Regions from separate parts of the Mus musculus genome. Here all the other regions are linked to region 4. A link is a contact called in public Hi-C, HiChIP or PLAC-seq and promoter capture Hi-C data. All regions are on one chromosome and are shown on one strand. Each heading gives the region's core, a stretch centred on a gene start, on an enhancer-like site or on the middle of the called end of the contact. The rest is flanking DNA. Distances are from core to core; before and after follow the strand shown.

Evidence for each region. Promoter capture Hi-C pulls out the DNA fragments that hold promoters and counts their contacts. A called contact is a pair of places that touch in the nucleus more often than the background predicts. HiChIP or PLAC-seq counts read pairs in DNA pulled down with a chosen protein or histone mark.
Region 1: a Hi-C map of the N1E-115 cell line shows a contact between it and region 4, with 3 times the contacts expected there. The contact joins the enhancer-like site here to the promoter of Rassf8 in region 4. A contact is called at or near these places in 9 of 39 promoter capture datasets (the 3T3-L1 cell line, 3T3-L1-derived adipocytes, cranial neural crest and 4 more), 6 of 484 Hi-C or Micro-C datasets (the G1E-ER4 cell line, the N1E-115 cell line, brown adipocytes and 3 more), 4 of 115 datasets of contacts at active chromatin or transcription factors (T-cell acute lymphoblastic leukemia, embryonic fibroblasts, embryonic forebrain and 1 more) and 1 of 9 other capture datasets (pancreatic islet).
Region 2: a contact with region 4 is called in a promoter capture Hi-C map of cancer-associated fibroblasts, with 5 times the contacts expected there. The contact joins the enhancer-like site here to the promoter of Rassf8 in region 4. A contact is called at or near these places in 8 of 39 promoter capture datasets (the 3T3-L1 cell line, 3T3-L1-derived adipocytes, the C10 cell line and 5 more), 1 of 484 Hi-C or Micro-C datasets (embryonic fibroblasts), 2 of 115 datasets of contacts at active chromatin or transcription factors (the NIH/3T3 cell line and embryonic fibroblasts) and 1 of 9 other capture datasets (pancreatic islet).
Region 3: a contact with region 4 is called in an H3K4me3 HiChIP or PLAC-seq map of embryonic limb bud, with 4 times the contacts expected there. The contact joins the promoter of Tuba3b here to the promoter of Rassf8 in region 4. A contact is called at or near these places in 7 of 39 promoter capture datasets (the 3T3-L1 cell line, 3T3-L1-derived adipocytes, the SN4741 cell line and 3 more), 5 of 484 Hi-C or Micro-C datasets (the N1E-115 cell line, brown adipocytes, muscle stem cells and 1 more), 3 of 115 datasets of contacts at active chromatin or transcription factors (T-cell acute lymphoblastic leukemia, embryonic limb bud and neural progenitor cells) and 3 of 9 other capture datasets (adipose tissue, liver and pancreatic islet).
Region 5: a promoter capture Hi-C map of second pharyngeal arch cranial neural crest shows a contact between it and region 4. The contact joins the enhancer-like site here to the promoter of Rassf8 in region 4. A contact is called at or near these places in 11 of 39 promoter capture datasets (the 3T3-L1 cell line, 3T3-L1-derived adipocytes, the C10 cell line and 6 more), 2 of 484 Hi-C or Micro-C datasets (cranial neural crest and embryonic fibroblasts), 3 of 115 datasets of contacts at active chromatin or transcription factors (cardiomyocytes, craniofacial prominence and embryonic limb bud) and 2 of 9 other capture datasets (adipose tissue and pancreatic islet).

What each region holds. Positions count from the first base shown.
Region 1 is chr6:145,588,435-145,594,306 of GRCm38.p6, forward strand. The region is part of intron 1 of Gm38475 (a long non-coding RNA gene); the gene reads right to left. Among named protein-coding and RNA genes, the nearest start is that of Gm38475, 23 kb to the right of the region's middle. Within about 2 kb of position 3,742, at least 29 of the 459 cell types and tissues checked have an H3K27ac peak or open chromatin away from gene starts, as enhancers often do. A contact at or near this core is called in the N1E-115 cell line, hippocampal neurons and liver, where this site is marked.
Region 2 is chr6:145,561,232-145,566,732 of GRCm38.p6, forward strand. All of the region lies in intron 1 of Gm38475 (a long non-coding RNA gene), which reads right to left. Among named protein-coding and RNA genes, the nearest start is that of Gm38475, 50 kb to the right of the region's middle. Within about 2 kb of position 3,675, at least 36 of the 459 cell types and tissues checked have an H3K27ac peak or open chromatin away from gene starts, as enhancers often do. A contact at or near this core is called in the NIH/3T3 cell line, cancer-associated fibroblasts, embryonic fibroblasts and 1 more, where this site is marked.
Region 3 is chr6:145,614,265-145,620,319 of GRCm38.p6, forward strand. Tuba3b (tubulin, alpha 3B) reads left to right here and starts at 1,699. Exons shown (of 5, transcript NM_009449.3): 1 at 1,699-1,825; 2 at 3,969-4,191; 3 at 4,468-4,616; 4 at 4,919-5,599. The coding sequence starts at 1,823. It overlaps Gm38475 (a long non-coding RNA gene), which reads right to left and starts at 55. Exons shown (of 3, transcript XR_378153.2): 1 at 1-55.
Region 4 is chr6:145,743,030-145,749,135 of GRCm38.p6, forward strand. Rassf8 (Ras association (RalGDS/AF-6) domain family (N-terminal) member 8) reads left to right here and starts at 3,758. Exons shown (of 5, transcript NM_027760.3): 1 at 3,758-3,937. Gm15704 (a long non-coding RNA gene) reads right to left here and starts at 5,345. Exons shown (of 4, transcript XR_869590.3): 1 at 3,999-5,345; 2 at 2,791-3,005; 3 at 2,420-2,608.
Region 5 is chr6:145,512,209-145,518,108 of GRCm38.p6, forward strand. All of the region lies in intron 2 of Gm38475 (a long non-coding RNA gene), which reads right to left. Among named protein-coding and RNA genes, the nearest start is that of Gm15499, 72 kb to the left of the region's middle. Within about 2 kb of position 4,158, at least 50 of the 459 cell types and tissues checked have an H3K27ac peak or open chromatin away from gene starts, as enhancers often do. A contact at or near this core is called in embryonic limb bud and second pharyngeal arch cranial neural crest, where this site is marked.

The DNA of each region.
Region 1 (5,872 bases), core at 2,492-4,991, 150 kb before region 4:
ATAATTAATCTTTCTGAAAAAGCTAGATATGCCAAACATGTCCTGACCAAGGGTATTGTTCAAAAGCTGCTAAGCATCTTGGGTTCCCCGTATGGGTGCTGTTGGATGAGCAAGCACTGGGTCATGTGGCAGTCTTCACATGTGAGTCAGAATTAATCTGTGGATTTTAGCTGAAACATCTGATATTGATTTGAAAGATACGAATGTACTCACATCTGGGAAAAGAAGGGCATTTTAAAGGAGAGAGAGTTCAAATAACTTCCCCAGCTATAAGAAACTCAGGTAAAATTTACAGTTATAGTATTTCAAGTTAGGAAGTCTGGATGATGCCCACATGAAAACAGGAGGGCAGAGTTCCTGAACCAAGATACAAATTTGTTGTAACTTATTCCAGAAAGTTCTCAATTGGTTTTGCACTTTGGTTCTGAAAGACTGGGTCTCCATGTAGTTCAGACTGTGCTCAAACTCACTATGTAACGAAGGATGGCCTCAATGGTCCCTAAGACACTCACTGTCTCTATCTTCAATGTCATGAACTCTCCACAACTCCTTAATGGAGGTCCAATGTCATCTATGAATGAAATTCATTTACTCAAAGGTTGTATTTTAGTTACAGAAAATGGCAGTATTTATGACCAATTTATTTTCCTTTTTAAATTTATAAACATCAAGGAATTCCAGTTAGTGTAGAAAGTATTCCTTCCTCAGAGTAGTAGGATCAGAGCTGTGACGTCCCCAAGGTGGTGGGAGCCATCTCTGTTGACACTCAGACAAGCCGGCACCTCTATTCTCTGTTCCACAAGCTTATATCCCTCACTAAATATCTAGACTCGCCCCAAACTTTCCCTTTTCCTGGATATTACTATAAAGATCTTCCTCAAAAAATATTTTTTCTATATTTTTCCATCTATAAATCACCAAACTTCATTTAGTTATGAATTCTTTCATCCAAAAACTACTTGTTGGCACCTGTACAGAAGATTAAAGCTCATGGCAGGAGTTCTAAATGTTATACACATATAGAGTCATGAGCGTATAGACAGGGCCCGCAAGGTGGCTCAGCGGGTACAGGCCACCAAGCTTGATGTGTTGTCATCCCCAGAACCCACTGGCAGGAGAGAGCTGACTCCAATACTTGATTTTCTGACCTCCATACATGCGCCATGGGCATGTGCACAAATAAATAGGGGTAATTGAACAATTAAAATCATCCCTTTAATGTAAAGGGATAAAAAATATTTAAAGTGCTTCACAAAATTTACAAGATAGCCTTTCTTCTACATTTCTGGTCATAACTGCTTTTCTATTAGATGGAATGCACATGGCAGCCCTGACCTCTGAACTCTGAGGGAGTGTGACGATCCAGCCTGTCACTCGAGAAAGCTCCTCTCCTCCCTGTGTTCATATGAAAGGCATGGCATTCAGAGCAAGCCATGAGTTCTTAGTGAAAATGAAATCTGCTTTGCATTAATTGTTTCACAATGTCCAGTAAAATGGTATGCATGGAGTTATATAATTATAACCATGTGATTATTTGTATTTAAACCCTAAAATTAACTCCATTACAATCTTTTCAATTTTATTTCCTCACAAAGTACAGATGACTATCATTAAATAACTTCATTCATGGCATGATTTCTTAGCTCTGAGGATAAATAAGGCTATGTGGCCAAGGCCACAAGAACTCAAGTTTGTCTGGGACCTTAATCACCATGCTTTCCCAAAGAAGAGGGCCTGGGAAGGGAGAGGGGCCATGCTGTCCATGAGAGTGATCCACCACCAACAGAATGCAGTTCTCCATCTCTGCTTCAATCACTGACCACAGGAAGCTCCTCAGTAAATTACAGCCATTTGGAGTCATTTTTCTGATCACATTACCACAAGAGGATTTTTTTTTCTTTTAGCTCATCATTTCAGAAACACTCCTTAGAAATGGCAGCACTGATAAAAGCATGGTGCTAGGTCTTAGCAGTGAGGATTTCGCTCTGTAAGTGCAAAGTCAAAACTGTGGACAGAGTCAGGCGTTGCCGTCCACATACATACATTCTGCACCAGTTAGTTGTTGTCAACTTGACACAAACCTAAATATATCTAGGAAGAAGGAATCTCAACTGAGGAACTGTCTCCATCAGACTGTCCTGTGAGCATGTCTATGGGACATTTTCTTGATTAATGGTTGATGTGGGTGGTCCCATCCCATGGCAAATGGTCCTGGGTTGTATAAGGAAGGAGGTTGAGCAAGCCACCGGGAACGAACCAGTAGGCAGCACTGTCCCGTGACGGTTCCTGAGTCTGCTCCTGCTTGCGCTCCTGCCTGACCTCCCTCAGTGATAGACTGTGGTCAGGACCTGGAAGTCAAGTAAACCCTTTCCTCCCCCAGGCTGCTTTGGCTGCGGTGTTTATCCCAGCAACAGAAGCAAACGAAGGCACCTGCAATCCCAGTGCTTGGAAGGTAGAAGCAGGACGGTCAGGAGTTCAAAGCCAGCCTCAGCTACGTAGCAAATTGGAGGCCTACCTGGGCAGAAAGAGACTCTGTCTCAAACAAACAAACCAATGAAGAGGAAGGTGGCAGCCTAAATTGTGAGGCTGAGCTGGGAACCAGCTCCTTGGCAGGCAGGCAGGAAGACCCATCTGTGTTTCAGAAAAACAAGCATTTTATATGCAAAATGCAAGCAATAAATCACATAGACTGAGGGAAGGACACCATTTGGCACACACTCCATCCCAGACCTAACACGGAGTCTCCATAACTCAGTTCTAATACAACACCCTGCGAGGACCCCTGTAAGAGCCACCTCTGAGATAGGCACAGCAAGGAGGAGGAAGAGCCCTGGAGACCTTCCATCCTGAGAGAAAACCAGACTGACAGGAGGAAGGAGAGAGCTACCTTTTGTTGTTTAAGGTTCCAGGGAAATGACTGATTACAAGACATCTCAGTCTGTTGGACTAGGGTGGACACTGGGTCCGCTTTGAAGCACAACTGGCCCCATCCTGAGAGCTCTTTCACCTCTGCAGGCTGTTGGTCAGGGTCACGGTGTAGGTTAGGGGATGTTTTGTTTTTCTAGATGAGGAATGAAGCTGTAGTGCCCACCTCCCCAGAAAATTAGGAAAAACATAAATGAAAAAGCCAACGGAATATGGAAACGTCCCAGCATGCCTTTCTCTGAAGTTAATCTTCTAGCTTTACAGACCAAATCAATTCTACCCCTGTTGATCTGGGAGACTGCTCCAGTAGATCAAAGGACCTAATCCCCTTTTTTCCCTAGGAAAACACATTGTTTCAATCTGTTCTTCTCTCTGGCTTTGGTTGTAAGACTTCCCCTAACTGGCAACAGTAGTTGTATTTGTGTGAGTGACCCAACCAGATTACATGTTTGCTTTGTGGGTTTCAACATGATATGCAGATAATGACTGCTGTGCACTAACCCTTAAAATGGTCTATTTCTTAGAAGAGGTTGGCTAAAATTCATAAAACATATACCTAACATCATGTAATTTCTCAGGCATTTAACCCTACAGTTATGTATGAAGAATTGTTTTGCCAGGAAAAAGTTAGCCTTACATTCTCTAAATGACCCTCATGCCTTTGCGGTAGTGTCCCCTAGATTAGTGTTTCCTGGAAAGAAAAGAGATGGGTCGATCTCTTCAGGAATGCTTTCCTCCCAGTCATTAGGATTGATAGAATTGAAAGATGGAATTCGGTAGGGAACTGTGTGGCAGAGTTCCCTATCTCTGGGAGAGGCTCACTAAGCCCAAACTGTGGGCGCGGTCTGCCCTCTGTCCCTCATGCACTGCCAGCCAGCTGGGGCCACTCCAGGAGTGAGTGGTCTGTCAGCCCCAGGTTTGCTGAGAAAGCTCAGGACTGAGGTATGGGCCCCCAGGGAGGAGCATCACTGGACTCTACAAGGCGTAACTTCTTACTTCCCATTTTACGGCTGTATTTGCTGCTGGCAAGCTGATTAGAAAACCCTCCTCCACAAGCAGTCCTTACCAACACTGCAGGCCACTGGTCTCCTGGAATTGTCCTAGCTAGACTCTCTCTAGACAGACACTCTATCTAGAATCTCTCTAATGGCTTCTTAACAATTCTAGGACCTGGTCTTAGCAGTCCTCGCTGTAACACACACTGCTCTGCAAGTGCCAAAGGCCTGTGCGCTCCCTAAGGAGACTACGTCTGCCGGTGTCTGTGATCCCAGGTTTTATTTCCACTGTCAGTCAGCCCACATTTACTGAACTGTAGGCTCCCGCCTGCTGAGGGCCAGCCCCTTCCCCTCCCGTACGCTTTTCAAAAATGACTCCGCAGATCTGTTTGTAAAAGAGTTTCTAAACTAGCAGACACATGATGCTCCTCACAGCAAGACCTGCATTAAAGGCAGTGGGCTGAGTCTTTCCCTAGATGCTTTCTGTTGCAGTGACAAACACCATATCCAAAAGCAAGATGGGGAAGAAATTTCAGCTCACAAATTACAGCCCATTATGGAGGGAAGCCAAGGCAGGAGCTTGGAGCAGAAGCCATGGATAAACACTTCTTATTGACTTGCTCCATCTGGCTCCTGCTCAGCCTACTTTCTTTTTTTTTTTTTTTTTTTTTTTTTTTTTTTTTTTTTTTTTTTTACAGAAAATCATTATTTAATGATAGGATAGCTGTGGTTGCACAAATGTATAATCTCAGAGTTTAAATAAAAATAAAGCAGGAAAACCAGGAATTCATGGTTAACCTTGGCTAGAGGAAAGGAGAAACTGTCTCAAAACATAACAAGAATAGCAACAAACAAAAACAATAGCAAACAAAACACACTTCACATAAAATAGATCATTGAACTTTTAGAGTTGGTCATTTAGTAGCAGTGGACCTATTTTTTTTCCAAAGAAGACATTCTTGCCCACTTGTCAATGAGACCTTTTGAATATATTCTTTCTTTATGTTTCCTTATCAGTTCCTTATTTTTAACGTTTTATTTGCTCACATGCTGCATATCTGTTGGTTTATATATGCTGGAGCCTATTCAGAATGAGGGATTCCAAACCTGACAAGAGAAATATTAGCAGCACAAGGGCCACACAGCTGTGATTCTCACCCATTCAGCCTACTTTCTTATACAACCCAGGACCATCTACTTGGGGAAGACACTGCCCACAGTGGTCTGGGCCTTCCCATATCCATCAACAACCAGGACCATCCCCACAGGCCAGCCTGATCTGGAAAAATCATTGCGTTGTTGGAACAAGCCTTTTTTAGGTGGCTCTAGGTTGTGTCGAGTCAACAAAACGGACTAGGATACTTCTTGCCATATCATTCCTTCAGTTATAATGACCCGGTGGGCAAAGGACTTGAGGGCCTGAGTTCAAATCTCTAGCACTCACCCATGTAACAAGTTAGGCATAATAGCATGAACCTATAATTCCAGCACTAAAGAGACAGAAATAAGAGGATTCCTGGAGCTTTCCCACAAGCCAGTTGGGCTGATCAATAAGTTCTAGGGTGGTGAGAAACCCTGTTTCAAAGAATAGGGTGGGGAGCTATAGAGGAAGTGACCTAACAATGACCATACACACACACATACACACACACACACACACACACACAGAGGCATCTGTGGTTTGTAAGATGCAGGACCCAGGGAGGGTAATGGCACAGAGTGAAGTGGCTCTGACCTGCAGGCTGGTATGGAGGCACAGGTTCAGGCCTCCCAGGGCAGCCACGAGCCCAGTGGACTTGCAAGGTCCAGTATGTAGTAGAATACTCTGACACACCTCACATGGAGAGCAGCCAACCATGGACGCAGACAGACTCCGATTTAAATCCTGCCCTAACACTTAATCTTCAGAACAACCTTGGGCAGGCTATTTTGCAGGCCCCTGACTTCCTGAG
Region 2 (5,501 bases), core at 2,425-4,924, 180 kb before region 4:
GCTTTGAGGTTTTTTCCCATTTAAGTTGCTGTTGGCTGTAAGCTTGCTGTAACTGCCTTTATTACATTGAGGTCCTTTTATCCCTGACCTCTTCAGGGCATTTATTATAAAGATGTAATGAATTTTGGCAAAGGCCTTTCCTGCAGCTGCTGATGAAGTGATCATGTGGCTTTTGACTTCACCCCAGTTTCTTAAAGAAACACCAGTGGGTATCTTTTGTATACTTTGTTCTTTGAGAAGGGGTCTCTTGTAACCTAAACTGGCTTAAAACTCTCCAAGTAGATGAAGCTGCCCTTAAAGTCCTGATCTTTCTGCCTTCCACTTCCAAAGTGCTGGAATTAGAGGCATGCATACACACCAGACCTAGCAATCCTTTCTATGTTCTTCTCCCAGGACACAGAAGGATGCAGTTCTGGGTATTGTACTTGAAGGAGCTGATGGGTGGTCACATGACTTGAGAGATGAAGCAGGGAGATCAGAAATTCAGTCATCCTCACCTACACAGCCAGCCAGGGATGGCCGGAGCTGCAGGAGACCCTAGGTCAAGGCAAACAAACAAACAAACAGGAAAGGAGGAACTAAAGTTTCCCCTCACAACATAGAAAGTACTCAAAACATTTAGATAGCTGCGTATGAGCTGAAGGAAGGTGAACAAATGGAACTAACATTAAAAAACAAAGACAAGCCTTTTGTGTTCTGCCGACAGATCTCGCTCCTCTACTTCTCTCTCATGTCTCCCTGCCTCTCCTCTTCCCTCTCCTTCTGTCTCTCCTTCTCTCCCTCAGCATGTATATGTACTGAATAAATTTCTCAAGAAGACAGGAAGACTGAACAGATTACTGCTGTGAAGGCCACCGTGGCTCAGTCTCTGCTGCTTACTTCTAATGTTCTTTTGGTTGCTGACTGTGGATGATTAAGGAGTGCTAACTTACCTCTGGCTCCCAACACGTCAGCAGCTGACTGTACAGTGATGTTTCTAACCCTGACCCTGTCTTCTGTATACACAGTTCTGAAATTCAGGGCAGAGGGTCTATCAACGACAGAGGGTCTGTCATTCGGTTTGACAGGGCAGAGGGTCTATCAATGTCTGTCATTTGGTTTGATTTTTCTTTAAGGACTGGCTTCACCACGGATGTCTGGAGAGCTAAAAGTGGCGACCTGGACATCAGTGACACAGAGTGAAAATGGTAAAGCAGTCGTTGAGCACTCTGGGCACATGAATGATGGCTGCGTAGAGACTTCTACAAATCAAGACCCACAGATTTGCTTCCAGTAGGCTGTGAGGATGCCAGAGTAGCTGAGATACAGGAGCTGAACATCTATATTGCATGTAACTAAACTGCATAGTTAATATATAAATAGCAAGCAGTGCAGGATAAGATGGTGCGAATGAAAACACTCACCCAGTTAAAACTAGCTGCAACAGGCCCACCTCTCATATGTTCAGACAAGGAACATGTATCAGAGCCCAATTCCAAAACAAGTTCAATGCCCAGCCCAGAACAATTATCTGAAGTGGAAACTTAGGGTTCTTGGAAAGTCAGTTGTGTTGGATGGTGTTTTCCTGGGGCAAACACGTGAAGGAGTGTTTTCCTGAAGGAGACACAGGTGAAAGACTAAGACAGACTCCTGAAAGTAAGTTTCACTGAAGCAGACACAGGTGAAAGGATGCTCTGCTGAAGCAAGCACGTGCAAGGACACGTGAAGAATTCTTCGCTAACACCACCCGTGCATTGGTCCACCTTACACTGTGTGATTGGGCTCCATATGTTGGACTCTATAGAATAGAGAATTGCACCAAGAAACTTCTGGTGGTGTGCCTAGGCTTCTTGCTGCTTCTGCCGACTTGGGCTGATTGGCAGAGTGGTATCAGCTGAAGCAGACACACGTGCCAAGGCAAGAAAGACACAGTGAGACAAGACCCATGGAGGACATGTGATGTTTGGAGGGGGTATAAATAGAACTCTATGGACAGTGACAGAGGCTGAGCTTGGCTTGCTTGTATAGCTGACCGCTTCTTGGTCTTGAGTCTTTGCTGATCCTTACTTTGCTGGGAGAGGCACAGCCGAGAACTTTCCCTGGCATTCCTGTTGGCCTGGTCCCTCCTACTGACTGGTGCTGAGGCTGAGGCCCGGCTGTTTCTGCTAGGTAGTGCCATAGCTGCTGATCATGTTTGCTATCCCAGCTCTATTGAACTGGACTACTGGTGCGTCTGTGAAGTGCTTACAAGAGGGTTGAGCTGCCCAGACAACACAGAAGGGAGTTGCTCTAAAGAACCATTTCTAAACAGGTCCACTTCCCTCCATATCCTTTCTTTTCCATTACCTCTGGTGGGTGGTGGGCTAGAAGGGAGGTTAAAGCATTTAAGAACCATCATTAAAAATAGGCTTTGAAAAATTTAAAGTTACAACTGTCCTCCTTTGTACTTCTCTCCCTCATTTTATCACAACCAAGACAAGTGCTGTGTGACCTGCCCTGGGGTCAGATAGTGAGGGCAATGATGAACCAAAGGAACAATCACACCCAGGTCTGCCCTGGTGAAGCAGTCAACTTCTCTGGATTACTTACAAGAGCATGAGTCACTCAATGGCAGCTGTGGCACTGGAGAGCCCCACAGATCAGAATACGTGACAACTCATAGAAAGTGTATCTCTGGAGCTCCCTGCCCAGCCTGCAGGCAGCTCCGCCGAAGAGTCTCCTCAGCGGGGCTGGTGAGGCTTCTGAGTTTCTTGTTGCTTTTATGAGCCTAGTATGTTGTATCCCTTCCCTTCAGGATGGCATGTTTCAATGGGGGAGGAAACAGCAACAATGCAACAAGTCAGACTGGCTCAGCTGACACCTGTACGCCAGTGTGCCATTGACAAAGGCATGGTATTGCTAAAGGACTTTACCACTGACAGATGAGATGAGTAGCTAGGCAGGTGTTCTATAACATGAGAGAAATGTTTGTACTGAAGGCTGTGGGATCCCACAGAAGATGAGTTACGGGAGTAAGAGGATACTTTCTTAGCTCAAGTAATATAATTGAAGGCAGCCATATTATCTATGCCCATCACTGATAGTGGGCAACCTGGGGGGGGGGAGCTGTTAGCTCAGGCTTTGCTTTTATCTACAACCACCCTCCCGCCAACCCTTACTTCCCATGATATAGAACTGCCTATATTCTGACTGACCTGTAGAAAGACACTCCAAGAACTAGCCAAGAATCTTACGTAGGATCTACCGTCGGCTACAGGAATACTTCCCGTCCAGACTGGGGCAGCCCCAGCTGGGACTCAACCCTCCCGAAACTCTGGAAACAAGGTGCTAGGTTTGGTCATTTCACTCTTTTTGTTTTGCTCATTTCTTTATATCTCTCTCTCTCTCTCTCCTCTTCCTCCTCCTCCTCTTCCTCCTCTTCTCCTTCCTCCTCCTCCTCCTCCTTCCTTCCATCCTTTCTTTGTATTTTTGGTTTTTGCTTTATTTTGCTTTGTCTGGCTATGAAACAAGGTCATATTATTATACAGCCCAGGCTGGCTTCAAACTCAAAGTGATCCTTCTGTGTCCAGAGGGCTGGCATTATAGTTAGGTACCACAATGAGAGCTCTGCCTGACAAGTAAGTGGGTACACATGCGTGGAGTTGTCTGGTTACAGAAACAAAACGTGGTTGTGATTAACATTACTGGGCCGCTTACTCACAAGGCTATCACGTTACAAGTCTTACTCATGAGGCTCAGCAATATTCCCTGAGCCATCCTGTGTAAGGCACTGGAGGCAGGCATGGTGGCACTAAGGCATGATCCCTCTTGGAGGGGAAGGTGGCTGTGTACAAGTCAGAGACAGACACTGAGCTGCAGCCCCTGGGCTTTGGCTCATCTCTGGCAGGTACCACACTTGGAAGAGTGCTGGGCTCTAGGAAGCCCAGCAAAGGTCATTACTATGGAGTTTGAAAGGCTTCCAATACACAAGGAACTTGGACTATTTTTAAATGCAGCTCAAAGCTAAGCTAAATCAGAATCAAGTTATAACCACATTGATTCAAACTTCATGGTTAAGGTTCTGGATTGTAATTAAATTAGGATCCAACCACTCTAGGATGATTACAAAACTTGTCAGCTCTTAGATCCTTTGAAAGTGAAATATGGGCTGTTTATAATAAGAGCAAAATAATGGTGTAAGTGAGGACTGTCCTGGACACACAGGATTCCTACTGAGGGAAGGGCTTGAGAGATAGTTAAATAAGGCTTAAAGATGTTACTATGTTTAATCAAGACAATTCATGATCTGATCTATATTTAAATTATATATAAATATATATTAATATATATATTATATATATTATATTATACATGTACATATAATATATAATTGGTACATTCATCATGAAAAGTAGTACAGATTATCTTTTTAAAATTGGACTATAATTTCCAGTAAAGGAAATGAAGTCAGGCTAGCAAGGAGGTGCCTGTAGCTCACATGAATTGCAGTGCAATTCACAAGTGAGCGCATATAAAAAGAACAATGTATTCTGTGATGGCTGGATGAATAAAGCCAATGAGATATGATTCAGCCATGGGGAATATGGGAATGTGCCATTTATGACCAGATGGGTAAACCAGGAGGACATTGTGCTAAGTGAAATAAGGCAGATGACAGACAACATGGGAGCCTAGCCAAACGGGGCATCTTTAAGGAATTACTCACAAGCAGATGGGGTGAGCGCTAGCAAGTCTTCTGAGGTGTAACTCTGGGGTCAGATATGAACATGGTCAACAGAGTCGAAGATATTAGATTGATAACTTGAAATTTGCTATGAGGTCACATCCAATGTCTTTACCACAAAACGCACATACCTTGTCAGGTAAGGATGGAGATCAATAATGAGTGTGCTTGACACCTCAGCTTGATGTACACCCACTCAATCATGAGACCAATCACTCTGGCCTCTGTGTACAGACAGGATTGTATGGGCCACAGGAAAAGGCAGGAGACGTTTAGAAAACATTGCAAGGACTGAAGTGACGTGTAATACCCGTTCACACTCAAGAGGAGAAAGGGAAATAGAGAAGGATCCAGTCCATAGACAAGGGGGCGGGGCCTCTAGACAAGGGGGCGGGGCCGCAGGACTAACCAACCTCTGAGAGTGCAGGAAGAGCTGCTATGCACAAGAAGTTGCTGTTCACTGATAGAACAATAAGAACCAGTGTCTTTGGATTTCGTAAAGGTGTGCGCCACCACTGCCCGGCTACTCTTAAGACCCGGTAAGGGTCAATCGTATGCTCCGAACAGCCCTATGCAGAAGGCATTGCTATCTCAAATATAAGCAAGCAGGCTACAGGCCAGGGAGTGAAGTCGCCAGGGTTCAACCAGGGAGCTGCAGAACAAGGCTTTTATTACTTCAATTGTGGTAACTCCAGAGTCCACCTCTTCATGCTGAGCCATGCTGTTTTGAATCTGTTTGACTTTGACTCTAACTCAGGGCCCCAGTTCCACATCTGTCCACCATCAGTGAATGATGTTG
Region 3 (6,055 bases), core at 449-2,948, 130 kb before region 4:
ACCGCTGTCAGCTTATGCTGACCTGAGCCGTGGTATCATGGCCAAGAGCAACTAACCAGAGGAAACGATTTGTTTGGTTTATATTTCCGGGTCAGTCAATTCCTGGGGGATGTCAGGGAGGAACCCAAGCAAGAACTTGAAGAAGCAGAGATCATAAAAGGAATGTTCCTCATTGGGCTTGCTCACGCTCTGCACAGCTAAATTTCCATAGACAGCCCAGCACCACCTGTCCAGAGATCAGTGCCACCCACAGCGGGTGCGGCCTTCTACATCAGTCACTAACCAAGACAATCCCCCACATGCTTGCTCACAGGCCTATCTGATTGATCTGGGACAAACTGACAGTTAACAGATAACCAAGACATGTGGGAACAGGGGTGCCTATGACCAGGAACATGGTTAAGATGGTAAAGTACTCACCTGCCATCCAAGATACATGGGGTTTGATTCCCAATACCGTATATACAGAGCTTAGTTACATAGGTTCATATCACCCGCACTTTGGAGGTAGAGGCTAGAGAATCAAAGTCTTAGGCTGTTCTGGACGGCACAAGTTCAAGGCAGGTTGGGATAGATCTGACTCAAGAAATAAATAATTTCTTTTTAATCTGAAGCTATGGCTTCTCCATCAGGCCAGACTGTACCCCCCAAGCTGTGCGCTAAAACAAACACTCTCTTCCATAAAAAAGAAAAAAATCAACAAGGTATGGTGGTACATCTCTGCAGTCCCAGCTACTCAGGAGGCCAGAGGAGTGACCACAATTTGAGCCTAGAAGTTCCCAACTTAATGGAATCACACACACTAAAAGAATAATTGTATTACCAGTAAGAAAACTAAATCTCAGCAAGGTGGTTTTAAAAATCTTGTTTGATCCTAGTTACATAAAAAAATCATAAATGTATACACACAGGGATGAAGGACAGCCAGTATTTCTCTCTAGCTTGTAAAATTTCCATTTTACTATTTGAAAGTTCAAATCCATTCTTGGTTACAGGGAGAGTCAAGTCCAGGGTGGGATACAGAAGTTTATGCCAATAAAATAAAATAAAATAAAATAAAATAAAATAAAATAAAATGGCACAACATGCTATATAGCCTTCAATTCAATTATGTGCATTTGGATATCCTGAGGAAGGAAGGTATGTCCACTGATCCCCACCAGGCACAGTGCATACCTATAGTCCCAGCACTGATGCAAGCTAAGACAAGAGTTCACCTTACATCATCCCGAGCCAGCCAGAGCTACATACCCCAACCCAGATGACTGTTCAGGAAGACTCTCAAACGGATGCTGGCTTCCCAGGATGTACATAACTGGTGCCCAGAAACTCGTGTCTTTGGAAGAAGGGCCATCTGCCTTTCTCTTAGGTCTGGCCAGAGATCTTCTCTGCACCAGGTAATACGAGGCGAGGTGAGACATGGCAGGATGGTGGGGGGAGTGCACAGCCGCAAAGCCCTCCCCAGGTCACGCATGCGCAGACCAGGGAAGCTTGAGCACCCCACTTGTCCTGCGCAAAGCCGGATGTCAGGGATGCGCAGACCTCCAGTCTCCCGATCCTAAGTTCTCTCCCCTCCAGCCACTCCAGAGCCTTCCCGCCAAATTTACATCCAATCAGAAAGTACCACCGCTTCAAATTGAGCCACATCCAATCGCAAAAAGGACGTGGCGCCTAAGCCTGCCCCCGAGACGCTCTGGACTAATGAGCATCCAGGGAGAAAGCGTTAAGTACCCGGAGCATCCAGCCTGGACCGTTGGGCGCACGAGCGGCGGTTGAGGAGCAGCTCTGAGGATCGGCTGAGGTGCTCTGCTAGGAGTTCAGCATGGTGAGAACAGCCCGAACCGGGGTGGGACCCACGGGAGGGAGAACGCCATCTCCTCAGAGTCTGGGGTCCTGTGAGGGTGAGCAAGCGAAGCGGCTGGGAGCCCGCTTCTCCTCTCCCAGGTCCCCGGCAGGGGGTGGGGTGGGATGGGGGTGTTAGGTCTCAGAGCCTGGCATCTCCTCATGGCCCAAACTCTCTCAAGAGGGAGATGCACCTTGGGGTGCAGAACCTGCCTGGAGTCCCAGCCCAACAGCACCTGACAAAAGAGGCACAAGAGTTCCAGCCTTAGCCTCGTCCGATTCCAGTCTCGAGAGTGCCGAGATGGGTTTTTGGAAAGGGAACTTTTGTGTTTTCTGATGCCAGTGCCCTTGACTGAGAAAACAATCAATCGCCTGGGTTCCAGAAGATTCTAGAAGCTACCAAGCTTTCTGGCCTAATGCTCACCATAGGAAAGTGAAAGTGAAAGTGACCGAGCCCAGACAGCTTCAGTTTGGAAATTTAAGAGTCTCTCACGGCCTTTGCTGGTCCCTAGCTTACTGTGCAGGGGGAAATCCTCCAGACTCTGATAGTCCTGCCCTCTGCCTTCTCTGTCAGAATCACAGATGTTGGCCACCAAACTTCCCAAAGAAGTTTTTGTATTTTGTGCCTGCAGCTCCTTGTCATGTTAGGTGGTTTATAAGTGGAATCATTTGTGCCCTTTAGAAGGTATATGAGCTATGGTGTGGCATGCCACAGTCCCAAACACTATGCAGGCAGAGGTAGGGAACTTGGATGCCCAAGACTAATCTGAGGTAGTGAATTTGAGACCAGCACAGGCTACAAGACCTTAAGGGGGAAAACATAAAACTGAGAACCTTTCTTAAGTTTTTGGTTTGTTTTAAAATGTGTAGGTGTGTCTTTGGGAAGTGTGTGTTCATGACTGCCATTTCCCAGAGAAGCCAGAGAGGGCAGTGACTATCCAGAGGCTGCAGTCATGGGCAGTCCCTGAAAGAGGAGAACTTAACAAACAAACCATCTCTCCTGCCCTAGGCAGGGAACTTTTTAAAATATCTATATTCACTCAAAAGGAACACATGCTAACAAATACCAAATGAGATCTAGGTCTAAACAGCCGGAATGTGTTTGTTTTTTTTGACAGGGTCTCATGGTAAACTCAAACTTGTCTCCCTGCCTTAGCCTCATAATTGAGCTAGTTCCTGTCTTGTATCACCACACCTGGCTTGATCATTATTTTTTCATTAAGAAATGTATTGAGAAGGCACTTCAGCCCCCATCCTTTTGTTCTTATGGTGAAATCCTTGCCGTGCATGGAATTTGGCAACATATTCTAACTTGATTTCTGTTGCTGGGATAAAAACACCAGAGCGACTTTTAGGAGGAAGGGGTTTATTTGACTTCCAGGCTATGTAGTCTGCCAGTGGAAACCCATGCAGGAATGAAGGCAAATTATCTCTGTGAGTTCAAGTCAGCCAGGGAAACATAGTGAGACCTTATCTTAAAACAAAAAAGAGAAAGAAAAGTGGCAGGAAACTAGAACGCAAGATTTTCTAGATGGGCAGATAAAAAACACAGTGACTACCCAGGCTAGGGCTGGGTACCCTGGGACCTATTCTGTCTTTTTTATTAGAGTATATCTTATCCTTTAGACAGGCCACTATTAAAACCACATAGATTATTTTCCAGAGAATTACTGTGACTGTCCATGATGAGCTAATTGTCGACATTGTATGGTGTGCAAGTCTTAAACTTTAATATTTTGAAAAGTGGCAAACATTTATACTCTGGGGTGAACTCCTACTGAAGAGTATGGTTAGCCTCATGTGATGGCTTACATTTCTAATTCTAGAACTTGAGAGGCTGGGGCAAGAGGATTATCACTAGAGAGTTCAGAGCGGAACAAGCTGCTCTCTCTCTCGTGTGTGTGTATGTGTTGAGATATGGTTGGACTTGAATGTACTTACTCTTTCCTTCTGAGAACTGGAATTCCATAATCCTGCACAACCATACCTAGTGGAAGTCAGTTTTAACAGAGATAAAAGGAGTGCCTGAGCATTCTTGGAAATAAAGTTTGAAAATAGACACCAAGGTACTACTCAAAATTGTATAGGTGTGTCATGCAGTTTCATGTTTCTGTTCTGGTTTCCAGCGTGAGTGTATCTCTATCCACGTGGGGCAGGCAGGTGTCCAGATTGGCAATGCCTGCTGGGAGCTGTACTGCCTTGAACATGGTATTCAGCCTGACGGTCAGATGCCAAGCGACAAAACCATTGGCGGCGGGGACGACTCATTCAACACATTCTTCAGTGAGACTGGAGCCGGCAAGCACGTGCCCAGGGCAGTGTTTGTGGACCTGGAGCCCACTGTGGTCGGTAGGTGCTTGGGGCCTGAGTGGAGGCTTTCCTGGGAAACTGGGGTGTCTCGGAAAAGCCCACCGAGACCTGTGCAGAGTAGACAGGATGTACATATACATAGTATGTAGAATTGTGACTTTGTTGGGTGAGAAAATTAAAGTTGTATGAGCTGTATGATATGTGTACTCTTAGTGATATATATTTCCTAGGAGAAACTGTTGACATTTGTGCTTAATGGAATTGAACAGTCCTTGCCTGAAATACTCACACTACGTATGGTCTTTCTCTCTCTAGATGAAGTACGCACCGGAACCTACCGGCAGCTTTTCCACCCAGAGCAGCTCATCACTGGGAAGGAAGATGCAGCCAACAATTATGCCAGAGGTCATTATACCATTGGCAAGGAGATTGTTGACCTGGTCCTGGACCGGATCCGAAAACTGGTAAGAGGGTTGTAGAAGAGGCTTCATATGATGGTTGTCCCGGTCAAGGGGGTCACAGGTAGTGGGGGAGTTATTTTGGCAAAAAGGTTAGAATCAAGAATCTATCATGAGTACCAAAATATTTTACTAGTCTCCACTGAGATGCATCTACAGGTCTTCATTGTATTCAAACCCAGTGCGGCGTCTGTATGGTAGACGATCTGAATTTGCATCAGTTTGTAGAAGTGGAAGTCCTGCATGTGGGGTGGAAGTCGGGATGTGGCTTTGTAGGCACTAGCTTATGTACTCTGGTTTTACCACAGGCCGATCTGTGCACGGGACTGCAGGGCTTCCTCATCTTCCACAGCTTTGGAGGTGGCACAGGGTCTGGGTTTGCATCGCTGCTGATGGAGCGGCTTTCAGTGGACTATGGCAAGAAGTCCAAGCTGGAGTTTGCCATCTACCCAGCCCCCCAGGTTTCTACAGCGGTCGTGGAGCCTTACAACTCCATCCTGACCACGCACACCACCCTGGAGCATTCCGACTGTGCTTTCATGGTGGATAACGAAGCCATCTACGACATCTGCCGGCGCAACCTGGATATTGAACGTCCCACATACACCAACCTCAACCGTCTGATTGGGCAGATTGTGTCATCCATCACAGCCTCCCTAAGGTTCGATGGCGCCCTGAATGTGGACTTAACAGAATTCCAGACCAACCTGGTGCCATACCCTCGCATCCACTTCCCACTGGCGACCTATGCCCCAGTCATCTCTGCTGAGAAGGCATACCATGAGCAGCTGTCAGTAGCAGAGATCACCAATGCTTGCTTCGAGCCAGCCAATCAGATGGTCAAGTGTGACCCTCGCCATGGCAAATACATGGCCTGCTGCATGTTGTACCGGGGGGATGTGGTTCCCAAAGATGTCAATGCGGCTATTGCCACCATCAAGACCAAGCGCACCATCCAGTTTGTAGATTGGTGCCCGACTGGATTTAAGGTAGGACTGGGTGCTATGACAGTTATGTCTGCCAGTAACCATAGGTTCTGCCTCAGGGTCATAGCTTTGGGCAAGCTCATGGCCCTTGCCATGTCAGGCTCCAAAGAAGGCATGAATAGTAATTAGGTTGCTAAGTGACTTTATGCTTCTCCAAATAATTCTGGGTACCCTTTCTTAAAACCATCAATTACCAAACCTTAAGTGGACAGATGAGTTTTCTCAGTCAGTGAGACGTTGAGAAGGGAGGGAGTGTCTTTTACTAGCTTCTACCTATGCCTTACTCAGGTTTCCTCCCGGAGGAACCTCTAGTTCAACAGTAAAGAGCTGGCCTATGGGTTGTACAAGTTAGGGGCTGTCTGCCCCTAAGAGTAGAGTCGACCAACACCAAGTGGACATTATTAATCTCTTAGTTGTGAGGAGTTGAGTTTTGGTTTGTTTATATTTTTATTACTATTT
Region 4 (6,106 bases), core at 2,508-5,007:
GACTTCCTAGAACCCTGTCTTACAGGTTGGTGTTTTCTGGTGGGCTAATTTGGGAAATGCTGTTTAGGCTTGTACCATGTAAACTTGGCAAAATGACTCCACTAGCCACAGTTCCCAGGGCTTTCTCAAGAGAGATGAACATTCTCTAAGAACTGGGTATAAGTCTCCTGCTCCAGCCTTTAGAAGGAAGATAGGAACCATACCCTGTTAAGATTTCTAAGCTTCAGGACCGTAAGATTATACATTCTTCTTGTTTTAAGCCATCAAGTTTGTGACTGTTTCCTATAGTAGCAATAGGAAACTGTCCACAGAGATGGAGGCAGGGCCATTGTTTCAGACTACCAGCCAACAAAAGCTGGAGAGACTGGAGAACTCACTCAGGTAAAGCCAGAACCCTGACTTTGACACAGGAAAGAACTTCAGGACAAGCTAATATAAAGCAGAAATGGAATTTTTTTATTAAAACATATTTTGACATAGATTTTAGACAGGAAGGGGGTGGTCAACAGAGGGGCATCCAGGAAAACAGTGAGGCACACTTGGGACAGCATGGGTGTGGACAGATCAAAGGAGATTTGTAATTCATTGTCTGTACAATAGGATATTGTACAAATCTCTGAAGTTTTCATTGGCAAAGGGCTGCTAAGAAATTTAAAGGAGATGGCAATGAGGTTCCTAAGGTGACCCTGACAGGCTTACATTTAGCCACACACTGGATGTCAGGAATGTAGAAAGTTGAGCTATCTTATGATTGCTGTGAATAAAAGTTGGTAGTTTTGCTCATGAGAGTCCCCAAAAAAGTCTGGGAGAAAAGTGAGGGCCTGTCCAAGGTCATACGGATCCATGCCTGAAGCCTGATTTATTGGCATTTTAACATTTTTACTTGAAAGTGTTGTTGTGTAAGATAAATATGGACCCTGTGTCAACAACATTCACAATATTAATTGTGTCAGAATTATTGATTTTCAGCTATTGTGAAGCTTTACAGACTGCAAACTCTGGGGCTCCTTTGTTAGCCGTGTCCCTTATCCTTCCTTCCTGCCTTCCTTCAGAATGACTGAGTACTTGAAAATGGATCTCCATGGGTAGCCCTCTCTTCTTCCCACTGTTCTTCTCCCTGTTGGCTGCTATTCCCTATCCGCAGTTGCCTATTTTCTGAAGTCTTCCTCTCAAGTTGTTTTCTACAATCAGACTATGTCACAGAGTTTCAAGTGTTCTCTCCGTCTGGCTGGGTGCCTTTCCAGGAATAGAATCAGAAACGGGAAGTATGGGAGGTCTATCAATCCTCCCAAAGGCATTTGGTGGCATCTCAGGAAATCCTAACAGGTACACAATCCTGGCTAAGAAAGCTTAAAGCAGTCTGTATTATACACAGGAGAGGAAAACTGGGGCTAAATGGGGCTGAGGCAGGGAATGGTTCTCTCTGTTTATCTGGAACTGGGAAAAAAATCTGACTTTGTAAGCTATCCCTAAGGCTGTGTTCTAGTGTGGGGATAAGATGCCTCACTGGGTACCTGGATCTTAGGAAAGACTTCTCTACATGGCTACTCATAATACACTAAATTCTATTTACTTCTGGTCACAGGAGCACGGTCGCAGTTAAGTTAACTTGTTAACTTGTTTATAGTTAAAAAAAATAAAAAGAATAGGTCAAGACTGGCAAATTCTGCAAAAGGCACAAACTGGGCATTAAGATTTTCCACTGGCTTTGGCAATCAGGCAGGCGGCTGATCCTGTTCAGTGGTTGAGTAGAGGACTGACAGGGGGAGGAGATGTTAGAGCTAGTCTACCTCAAGGCCAGAAAACCCCTTTGAGAAGATCCTATTAGGGTTACAGGAGGACTCCCCTGAAATCCTATTTCCTTGGATTGTGCCTTTGACTCCCAGAGAAAGCCTTTCACCAAATTCTTCAAATGTTGCTTCCTTGCATTTAAGTCTTAGCTAGCATTCTCTTTTTTGTTTCTACTTACTGGTGAAGGAGCTAGTGAGCTGGGGAGAAACTACAGGTTAAAACCGGAGGAAACAAATGTCTAAACAAGAAAGTCTCTCGAACAGAAGTGAGAAACTGGAAGTCCTTTTTCATATCCTTATTTTGATGATAAGAAGCAAGTGCCTAGGCAATAAAGGGAACATTTTACAACTGGAATGCATTCTAGCCTCTCTCCCACTGTATGCCACACCATCTCTTTCCAAATTAATAACTACTACTGAGCTTCGGGCATGTGTGAGCATTTCTAGCCCAAAGACTGAATTTTGTCCACTTCAGGCACTGCATGACAGAAAAATAGTGAAACAACATATGAATTTGCACTTCCAGGTCAATGTTCCGATGTCCTTTGCTGATTAAAAGCTATTTTTAAAGGTGTGTGGGTGCATTTTTTGAATCTGAGCCCAGTTCTTTCTAAACTTTTGTTACTCACCTCTGATTCATTTGCCTTTTTTCCCCTCGTTGTCTGTTGCCTCTATCATGGCCTGCTGCTCAGGGAGGTGGGGGTGCTGTTGCTGAATCACAGCTACTCAGGAAAAGCAATCCAAACTATGCCTTGGAGAATGCTCGACTTAGACTTCTTTCTCTTTTTTGACAGTCCCATTCTGTAGCCCAGGATGCCCTGGAACCAAAGAATGTAGCCCAGGCTGTTCTTGAATTTCTGGCAAAATTCCTGCCTCTCTCTCTCTCTCTCTCTCTCTCTCTCTCTCTCTCTCTCTCTCTGTGTGTGTGTGTGTGTGTAATAATATATGATTCACTCTTTGAGGTCTGATACTGCTTGTTGCTAGGGTAACATATACTGACCTCGAACTTGTGACAATCCTCTTTCCAGTGATCCCAACTCTTTTAAAACCTTTGTTACATTCGATTCATTCACTTCATTTTTTTTTTTTTTTAATCTCTCCTCACTTGCAACGGTCATCACTGGTTGCTGCGGTGGACATCAATTCACAGTTATTCTACAGGAAAAGCCATTCAAACCAGTCCTTGGAAAGGCTGGGCCGTTTCTCCCTTCTTTCCTGTCAGCAGACGCAGAGCGGTCAGCTGCAAGGTCTCACTGGCCTGGCGACCCCAAGCCTGCGAGCGACTGGAGGAAATGTTTAACCTCAGCCAGGCTCCGGCCCACCGGCCTCAGCGCCTCCCACAAAGCCGCACCGCGCTGTCCCGAACCTTGTCTGCAGGCGGGGCCGCCGCTGTAACCCGAGCTGGTGAGGGGTATAACACTGCTCCTCTCTCCAGCGCCGCGACCAGAAAAGGGGCGGAGCCTCTGGCTCTTGGCCCTCCTCCCTGGCCCTCGGCCCGCCCCCCTCTCAGCCCTGCATCCAGCTCTCTCCAGCTCTGCACCCTGCTCTCCCTTGCCCACCTGCAATCACGGCCCTCGGCCCCGCCTCCTCGGCCCTCCGCCCCTCCCTCCCTGGCCCTTGGCTCCGCCTCCTAGGCCTCCGCTCCGCCCTCCCGGGCCGTTCGCCCTGCCTCTTTGGCCCTCCGCCCCTCCCTCCCTGGCCCTTGGCCCCGCCTCCTCGGCCTCCGCCCCACCCGCCCAGGCCCTCCGCCCCGCCTCCTCGGCCCCCCACCACACTTCCCAGACCTCGTCCTCCCTGCCCCGGCGCGGCCTCCCCGGCTGGCTCGCTCTCGCGGCGGCCCTCATCCCGCCCCTGTGCGGGGCTCCGCGGCCCTATCGGTCCCGCCCTCCTTCCTCCGCCCTTCCTCCTCTGCGCCGCTGCGCACCGCCCTCCCTGCCGGGCCAGGCCGGCGTGCGCCCTCCCCGCGCGTCTCTCTGCCGGCTCAGCCCTCCGCGCGCCGCCCTGCGGCCCGGCCTCCTCAGCCCCGGCCCGCCGCTCGCCCTCCGCCGCCGCCGGCCGCGGCCGTCTCAGCCGCCGCCTCAGCCTGGGCGGGCCGGGCCTCCGCCGAGGGCCGTGCACCGGGACTACGAGGACGGGCTGCGAGCGCAGTAAGTACAACTTTCCCGGCCCGCGCCCCCCGCGGCGCCGCTGTCACCCTCGCGCCCTCACCTCGCCTCCCGAAAGTTGGCCCTGCCCGGGGTCGCCTCCTTCCCGGTGTCCTTGGCGAGCGACTTTAGAGGCCACTTTTGTGGGCGAGGGGAATGCGCGGTCGGCCCTCTCCCTCTCCAGATGGAAATCGGATGCTCGCCTGGAGGGAGAGCTTCCCCTCTGGAAAAGGAAAAGTGGCGGTTGGAAGGCTTCTGCATTTTGTCTGAACCGTAGCCGCCCTGCCTCCCCGGTGGCCAGCCCCTCCGGGGAAGCGAGTCGCCCAGAGGCGGCTTGCAAAGTTGGCTGCGTCCTGCACCCTGGAAACTTGCAGAGGGCAATCATAGGAGGCTCAACTTTAAGGGTCGGGGGCTTGGCGTGCGAGGCCGCTGCGGCCCGGTGGTGGGCGGCGGAGACCAGCTAGGGGCTGGGTTGCTCATTTCAGCATCGCCGAGCTGCCCGGGGTTGCGGAACCACTACTTTCCCAGCATCGAACAGCATCAAGGGCTCAAGCCCTTGGATCCTAGGTAGGGTTTAATCGCAGTCAGTTCTGGTCCTAATCTTTGGAGGCACAGAAGGAAATATGCAGGACACGTTTCCTAGCCTACTCCAGCTTGTCAGGTCAGCTCTGCCAACACATCAAAGCCTTGCGTTAAGGAGAAAAAAAAAAAAAATCCCTCCAACCCGCTGACAGCAGGGACGAACACTTAGATACCTAACTGTAGATTGGTGCTCAGCCATTTTTCATGAGACACGTTTTGTCCCAGGGAAGTATATTAAATATGTGGTGATCTCTGCGTTTCTGCCCAGTTTTGGGATGTGTATGTGTGTGTGTGTGTGTGTGTGTATGTGTATGTGTGTGGGGGTGTAGGTAGTTTTTCTTTCTTCTTTAAAAGTCTTTAATCTGTGGTTGCCAGGGGTTGTGATCGTACCTTGGAGGCACAGAAAACCGGCACCTTTCCTGTTTTGTTTTTTAAACCCAAAAACCTGTTCTTTGCTGGAGGCAATCGGGAATGTCAGCCCACTGCAGGGTGGGGGTGGGGGTGGGGTGCTGATAAACCCAGGAATCAGGGCTCCGGACAACTGCGCTAGCAGTTTGGGAAGTGGTTTGTGCTTTATCCTCTAGTGGTCATGTTAATGGTTCTTGTGATCGTATATATTTCCATGGGGAGCTACCCCTAAACCTCAAAAGTACACACGGCCAATACTCCATTTAAGAAGACTGGACACGCTTTGATGATTCTTCTACTGGAGGATCAGATTCAACACAGTGTAATTTGCAGTGTAGGTAATTAAATCTTTTCTAAAAATCCTCCCAATCAGTCACCCCTCCCTTGAAGAGTCTCAAGATGGTACTTTCCGTACCGGGCTCAATTGGCCATAATGGACTGAGATCTTTGCCATCAAGCCCTGTTTCTGGGCTACAGGAGCTTTGGGGGACAGCAGAGAGCCCCTAGAGGGAGCCAAGTCACGGGGCTGACTGTGCAGATAGGAAAGGTTTTCAGTTAGTGTCAGTGTCCTGGAGAGACTCAGTTCCGAAGGTGCCCATGCCATTCCTGGGGTCACACTACCTGAATTCTGCATTTTTTTTTTTTTTAGAGCTGTTTGGAAATTGTAGATTTAGCATCATACAGGGTTGTTGTGTTGCTTTTCTTTGCATTTTTGTCTTTAGAGTTTTAAAGCTTATGACTTTTAAAATCCTAATCCTCCGTGCTCACTTTTATAGCCTTTGTATTTGGTGGCATATGTTAGTGCTTGACCTGAGTGCCTTGCTTTCTGAGAAATGGTTAATTTCTTAAGAAAAGGTTTCCTGTTTCTTATTGGACTTTCTGTTGTTTCATAGAATTTGGGAGTAAAACTATTGTTTACTGCAGGGTATCATTGCTCTTTTTGTTGGAGTTAATTTTGGCAGTCCGGCTTTGTCCATTTATAAAATGTTGAAGTCCCAGAAAAATTTGCAAGTGTTCAAAACTTGGCCAAGTTCATTCTAGGTGGAGGTGGAATAGGGTTGAGGTGTGGATAGGAAACATTAGAAATTATAAATACAGGATTTGAATTAAAGAGCAATGTATCAACTACTGGCTCTTCTTGGCTGTTACTTTGTTTCAGTCCTAAATATCCTAATGTAGAAG
Region 5 (5,900 bases), core at 2,908-5,407, 230 kb before region 4:
GTAAAAAAAAAATAGTTATGGTTTTCATGACTGATCTGACTTCAGTGAAAATGGCTGGCACACACCTGTCACTCAGACATCATGAAAAAGCCAGACGATGGATGCTTCCACTGGCAAAGCAGACTATGGATTCCACAGCCCGTCTGTGTGTCCTTGAAGTTTCCTGAAGGTCTGGGAACACAGATGTGTGTGCTTCACTGGGGCTGGAAGAAGCAGACTGGGGGCCCGAGGACACAGCGACTCTGCTCAGGGCAGCCTAGTGTAAATGCCTGTCCTCCAAGGTTGCTTTCCCAAGGCCCGCCACACACTAAAATAATGGGAGCTGGGTTTGAGAGGCCCCCCTGAACTGTTCAGGCACCCCTTATAGTACTTCACAGAGCAACCCCAACAAATACCCGGCCACTTACATTCATAGGTATGTCTTCTGTGACAGTCATGAAGAGCTCAGACAGCCAGAGCCTCAGCTTGTGACCACCAGGAAGGTGCACTGTCTCAAACAGTCATGACTTAGGAGTGTAACCCTGTTCACGTTCAAGTGACACCATCCTCTCTGGCAAGGCCCACAGAGGGCTTTTTTTTTTCCAGCTCAGTTGCTCTCAGCTTAGAGAGCCTCCATTACCTGGAGAGCTCCTCACTCCCAGACTGCCTGGCAGGATCTCCGTGTGAGGGAGGGGAGGGAGGGTCCATGCTGAATTTGAAGTGTGATTATAGACAAGAGTAGCCAAACCAACAGAAACACAAAGATCTACACATCCATATATGCCTGCAATCTCAGCACCCAGAAGCTTAAGGCAGATTGCTGGTTCAAGGTCAGCCAGGGCTGCATAGCCAGACCCTGCTCTGATGAACTGAAATCAATGAATTCATTTGTTAGAAGGAATTGCCTTGTGTGGTAATGGAGTCTGAGAAGATCCAAGTTCCACAGACGCAGGAAAGCTGAAGAATCGATCCAGTTCAGTCAGCCCCCTCATGCTGAGAACTAAGACAGCTAATGGTATAAGTCCTGGGCTGCAGGCTGGAGGACCAGACCCAGGAAGAGCTCTTTGTCCCTAACTGAGCCTCAAAGCAGCACAGGAATGATGCCCCAACTCTGAGTTGACTGAGGCTTGTTGTCCCTGTCAATTCTTCATCTGACTGAAGGAACCCCACTGTAGGGAGGGGAGAACTCAATTAGTCTGTGGGTTCAAATGTTAGCCTGATACTGAGATACCCACAGAGTATACACTGAATAGCATGTCTGGGAACCCCAAGGTTTAGCCAAGTGCATCATGGACCAGGCCATCATTGAAGGACACTGCTGGGGATGTGCAGAGTCTGAGCTCTAAGAACATGTGCTATACACACCCTGGAGCCAAAGGGAAAGATGCCACTTACTTTATCTCTGTCACAGAACCTGTGGGTTAGCACATAGGAAGTAGCAAGGGCATTGGATGGGTGAGTGAAGCCGCTGACGGTGGCACAGCAGAGGGAGGCAGGAAGGGACGGTGGGTCTCTTGTATAGAGACCCGAGGATATAGCAGGTGGCTCTTATGCCACTGGACCTCACCATACCATGCTTGAGGGGTTAGCCTAGACTAACAGCCACTGAACCCCACTGTCCTCAGCGTGAGGGGCTACTTAGACTAATGGCTCCAGATTTCTGAAACCACTTGTACTTTCAAGAGAAAGTCCTGTAAGAGGGCTTCAAACAATACAGACAAGAACTGATAACTTGCTGAAGCCTATCATTTGCCAAATGCTGGGCTATTGGACAGTAAAGTATCCTGCCCCTGGGAACAGCTCTGTTAGTCCCAGCTTGCAAAGGGAGAAGCTAAGGTCACTATGCCTGAGACGTAGTTGAGTGGATTTCCAATCACTCCCTGGCACCCTGAACTTTTGTTCTTATAGCATGTGACAAGCATGTGAGCTTTCAGGTTAAGTCACATTATCACAGACAGCTCCAAAGTGCTCATAGTGGAGTGAGGCCAGGTAAGAACAAGTTACCACCGACAACCCCAAGGTGCTCATAGTGGAGTGAGGTCTGCCCTTTAAAAAAAAAATACACAGAGCAAACTGAACAAAGAGTATTGTTCCAAGTGTCACTGGAGCGTGGAGCTGTGGTCCTCCCTATAGTGACTTTAACAAGGACTTCTTTTGGTATCAGACTCTTGAGGGTCCAAATCCCACTGTCACATTTAAGAGCTGTGATAATGTGCCAAGTTAAGTAATCTCTGTGCCTCAGTTTCTCCATTCATAATACTTACCCTGTAAGAGTGTTTAGAACCAGCTGGCATGGTGGCGCACGCCTTTAGTCCCAGCACTCAAGAGGCAGAGGCAGGCGGATTTCTGAGTTTGAGGCCAGCCTGGTCTACAAAGTGAGTTCCAGGACAGCCAGGGCTACACAGAGAAACCCTGTCTCGAAAAACCAAAAAAAAAAAAAAAAAAGAAGAAGAAGAGTGTTTAGAACCTTACAGGCCTACATTTTTATAGGATTAAATGATCCACTTGTGTGAAGTATTAACATACAAAGCTCTCCTCAGAAAGCCATTCATTCCTGGGTGTCCTACCTTATCCCCACCCCCCTTACTACTCTTGAGCAGAGAAAGGGGTGGCATTGGTGGGTTAGTTCTGGAAGGAGCCAATACAAAGTTACCCTTGAGGAATTACCTTCATTAGGAGAAAGGACATCAATGCCACGACATTGATATGGGCAGGATGTATCTGAGACAAGACAGATGGGACTTTACATGGAAAGAAAGGCCTCCCCTTAAAGGCTGAGGAGGAACATGTATGCCACACCCCGCTCCTCAAGGCTCGGGGATCACTGAGGGATGGAGGGTAGAAAGGTGTAAGAGCCAGAGATGGTATGTGGGGACAGGGGAACATTATCTTCTGGACACAGCAAAACAGCTACCCTTAATCAACTCACAGTGGAACAAAGCCTGCGCAAGCAAGCCAGAGCAAAGGCCGGGCGTGGAGAGGGGGGGCTGGGCCAGAATGAAGAGGCAGAGCTGGGTGCACAACCCTACCTCTAGATGTGAAGCTACCTGCAGTTGTTAGCTGCTCAGAGAGGGCGAGGCAGGTTGCTCAGTGGAAGACCACACACCCAAGAATATCTCTGGAGCAAAAAATTGATCTTGATGCTTTTAAAAAACAAAACAGGCCAGGCGTGGTGGCACATGCCTTTAATCCCAGCACTCAGGAGGAGGAGGCGGGCAGATTTCTGAGTTCGAGGACAGCCTGGTCTACAACGCGAGTTCCAGGACAGCCAGGGCTATACAGAGAAACCCTGTCTTGCAAAACCAAAAAGAAAAACCAAAAAAACAAAACAAAACAAAAAAGCAAAAGGGACAGAGTCAGGTGTGAAGGGGTGGGGGATGGGAGGCTCTGGGGGAGGGAAGGGTGCATCTTATGAAATGTTTAATAAAGCAAAGGCAGGAGGCCTGAGGAGCACCTCCCCATGGCAAACGCCTTTGATTCAGCACTGGGAAAGCAAAAACCTGTGAGTTTAAGGCCAGCCTGTCTATACAGTAAGTTCTAGTTCGGTCAGAGCCATACAGTGAGGCATGGTCAAAAAGTAAAAAATAAAAATAAAAGGTAATAGCTTGAAGTAATAGAGGGAAGAGCGTGCTAACGCAGACAGGATGGTGGGGGAAATCTGGGGAACTTCCAGAGAAATCCCCGAAGGAAAATACCTGACTTTTACACCCTCCTGCGTGCTTCAGTCTGGGACAGCCCACATGACAGGGAATAAGGAGGAGTCAGGCACTGAGTAGCATCATAAATCAGGAACTGTAAGACCACAGCATCAACAGCTGGCTCACAGCTGTTCCAGAAGACGGGAGGAAGGGTGCTCCAGCATCTTAAAGGGCCCCGACCTAGCAACCATCATAATTATACCCCTGGCACCAAGCTTAATGCCTGACACGTGCAAGGTAATCTTCATACATGTGTTAGATGGATCATTACAGGGACCCTCTTTCTGGAGACGGCAGTAATTATCCACGTGGCAGCTAAAGTTTCCCACAAAGAGGCCTCCTGTAACTTACACTCATCCTTCTGGAAGCTTCTGCTGTTACTCAAGGCAGCTTCAGAAACTGATTTCTACCTGGTGTATGGCAATGTTTTCCTCACTAATGGTGCTATTTTAGACTCTGCTCCCGTAGCCATGGCAACCAGAGCAAAACACCCAGTGGTACCAGGTCTGTAGCAATGACAACAGAGCCACTCATATCCCCAGTGATGGGAGAAAGCAGGTCAGGAGGTCAGGAGGTCAGGAGACCCTCAGCTAAAGTTCCAGGTGTTGCCTCCACCAACAGCAAGGGATCATGGCAAATGCTACACACACACAGGAAGTGGGAGGTTAATGGAAAGCGGGCTCCGTGATGCAGCATTCAGGAGGTCTGTCTCCATGTCAGTGGGATTGTGCAGTGGGGCAGCTATGTGGGGGTCACTCACACCTCAACCGTGGTTTGTAACAGCAAGCCTGGTCACCAAACTAGGCTCTGGTGGAACTGAAGTTTAACTCTGCCATTATTCGATCTTCCCAGCTACCCATAATGTATGCTTGCTGCTGGTCCAATGCAGTAACGGCCTGGACGTGCTACAGAAGCACACAGCAAGAATGTGCAGCAAAATTTTGATATTCTTTAATGCCTGGGAGGGTTCAGATATCTTGCAACTGAAGATGATTAACATCCAAAAGAAAATGACCACACAGGACTTTGCAAATGGCCACTAAGTAGACGCCCTCTGTGAGCACTGTGCAAGAAGACCTCTTGTTTTTATCATCAGGCCGACTTAGTAAAAAGTCACTTGGAAATTTAAAACTTCATCTTTTCTTTAAAAAGTGGGACAACGCCAAAGAATCCATAAGTGGGCATACACAAGTGAGAGTTGTGTTTGGTTCTGACGTTTAAAACTCTAGCTGAGCTCTTTAGCGGAACTACTGCATATGCAACAATGTTGCAATGTCCTGAGCTGCTGCAGCCTCAGCCCATCAGTGCCTGCGCTGGGCCTGCTCATTACTATTCATGAGGACAGCAAGTCTCCGGACCCTCAGGCTGGATGGTGCTCTGCTCGGCTCCAGCTCCTTCCGGGCTGCGGGTTCCTTTGCCATTTCTGATGTTCTAATGCCTCTCAGCTCCCGCCTTTGTGGATTTGGGATGATTGGTTATCTATAACATTTATAACCCACGGCTTTGATGTTGGACAGATGCTTCATGTCAACAGTCTTCGATTCTAGAAAATTCTCTTTCTCCCTTAGGATGTAAGACCATTTTTTTTCTCTCTGCTGACTGCTTGCTTTGATATAATAAAGCAGTTTCAGTTCCTTGAGTTTTCCTTGAGGGTGAATAAAGCTTTGTAAAGAATTCTCATTGTAGGTTGAGCCTCAGTAGAACACCTTCATTTACTGAATCAACATGCGGTGGTCTAAAAATTCACATCTGAAAACTCACAGTTGTTTATGCCACATGGCAAGACCAGAACACACTCGTTACTGCAGCGACTTCAGTATGATGTGTTCAAGGCTGAAACTCTGCCAAGTCATCACAGCTTCTGCCCTCTCACCTGAACGAGGTGAGATGGGTCTCACTGATCTTCCTTGACGATTTCATTATATTATCTTGTCAGTATGACAATGGCAAACACGAAGCTCCAGGCTGCTGCACAAAGCTCTGTGACATTGCCTAGAGTCATGCTGTCCCATGAAAGCCGCCGGAGGTATGTGCTACTTAAATTCCAGTTCATTACACTGAAAATGCAGGTCCTCGATTACACTGCCCACGTTCCGAGTGTCGGCAGCTATGAAGCACAGAATCCCTTTATATGACATGTGTGCCCGACACTGCAGCTCTACAGTCTAAGAGTTCGGAGGTATTGTTCAAGAAAGCTGCTCTGATGCCCCAGAACAGCGAGGT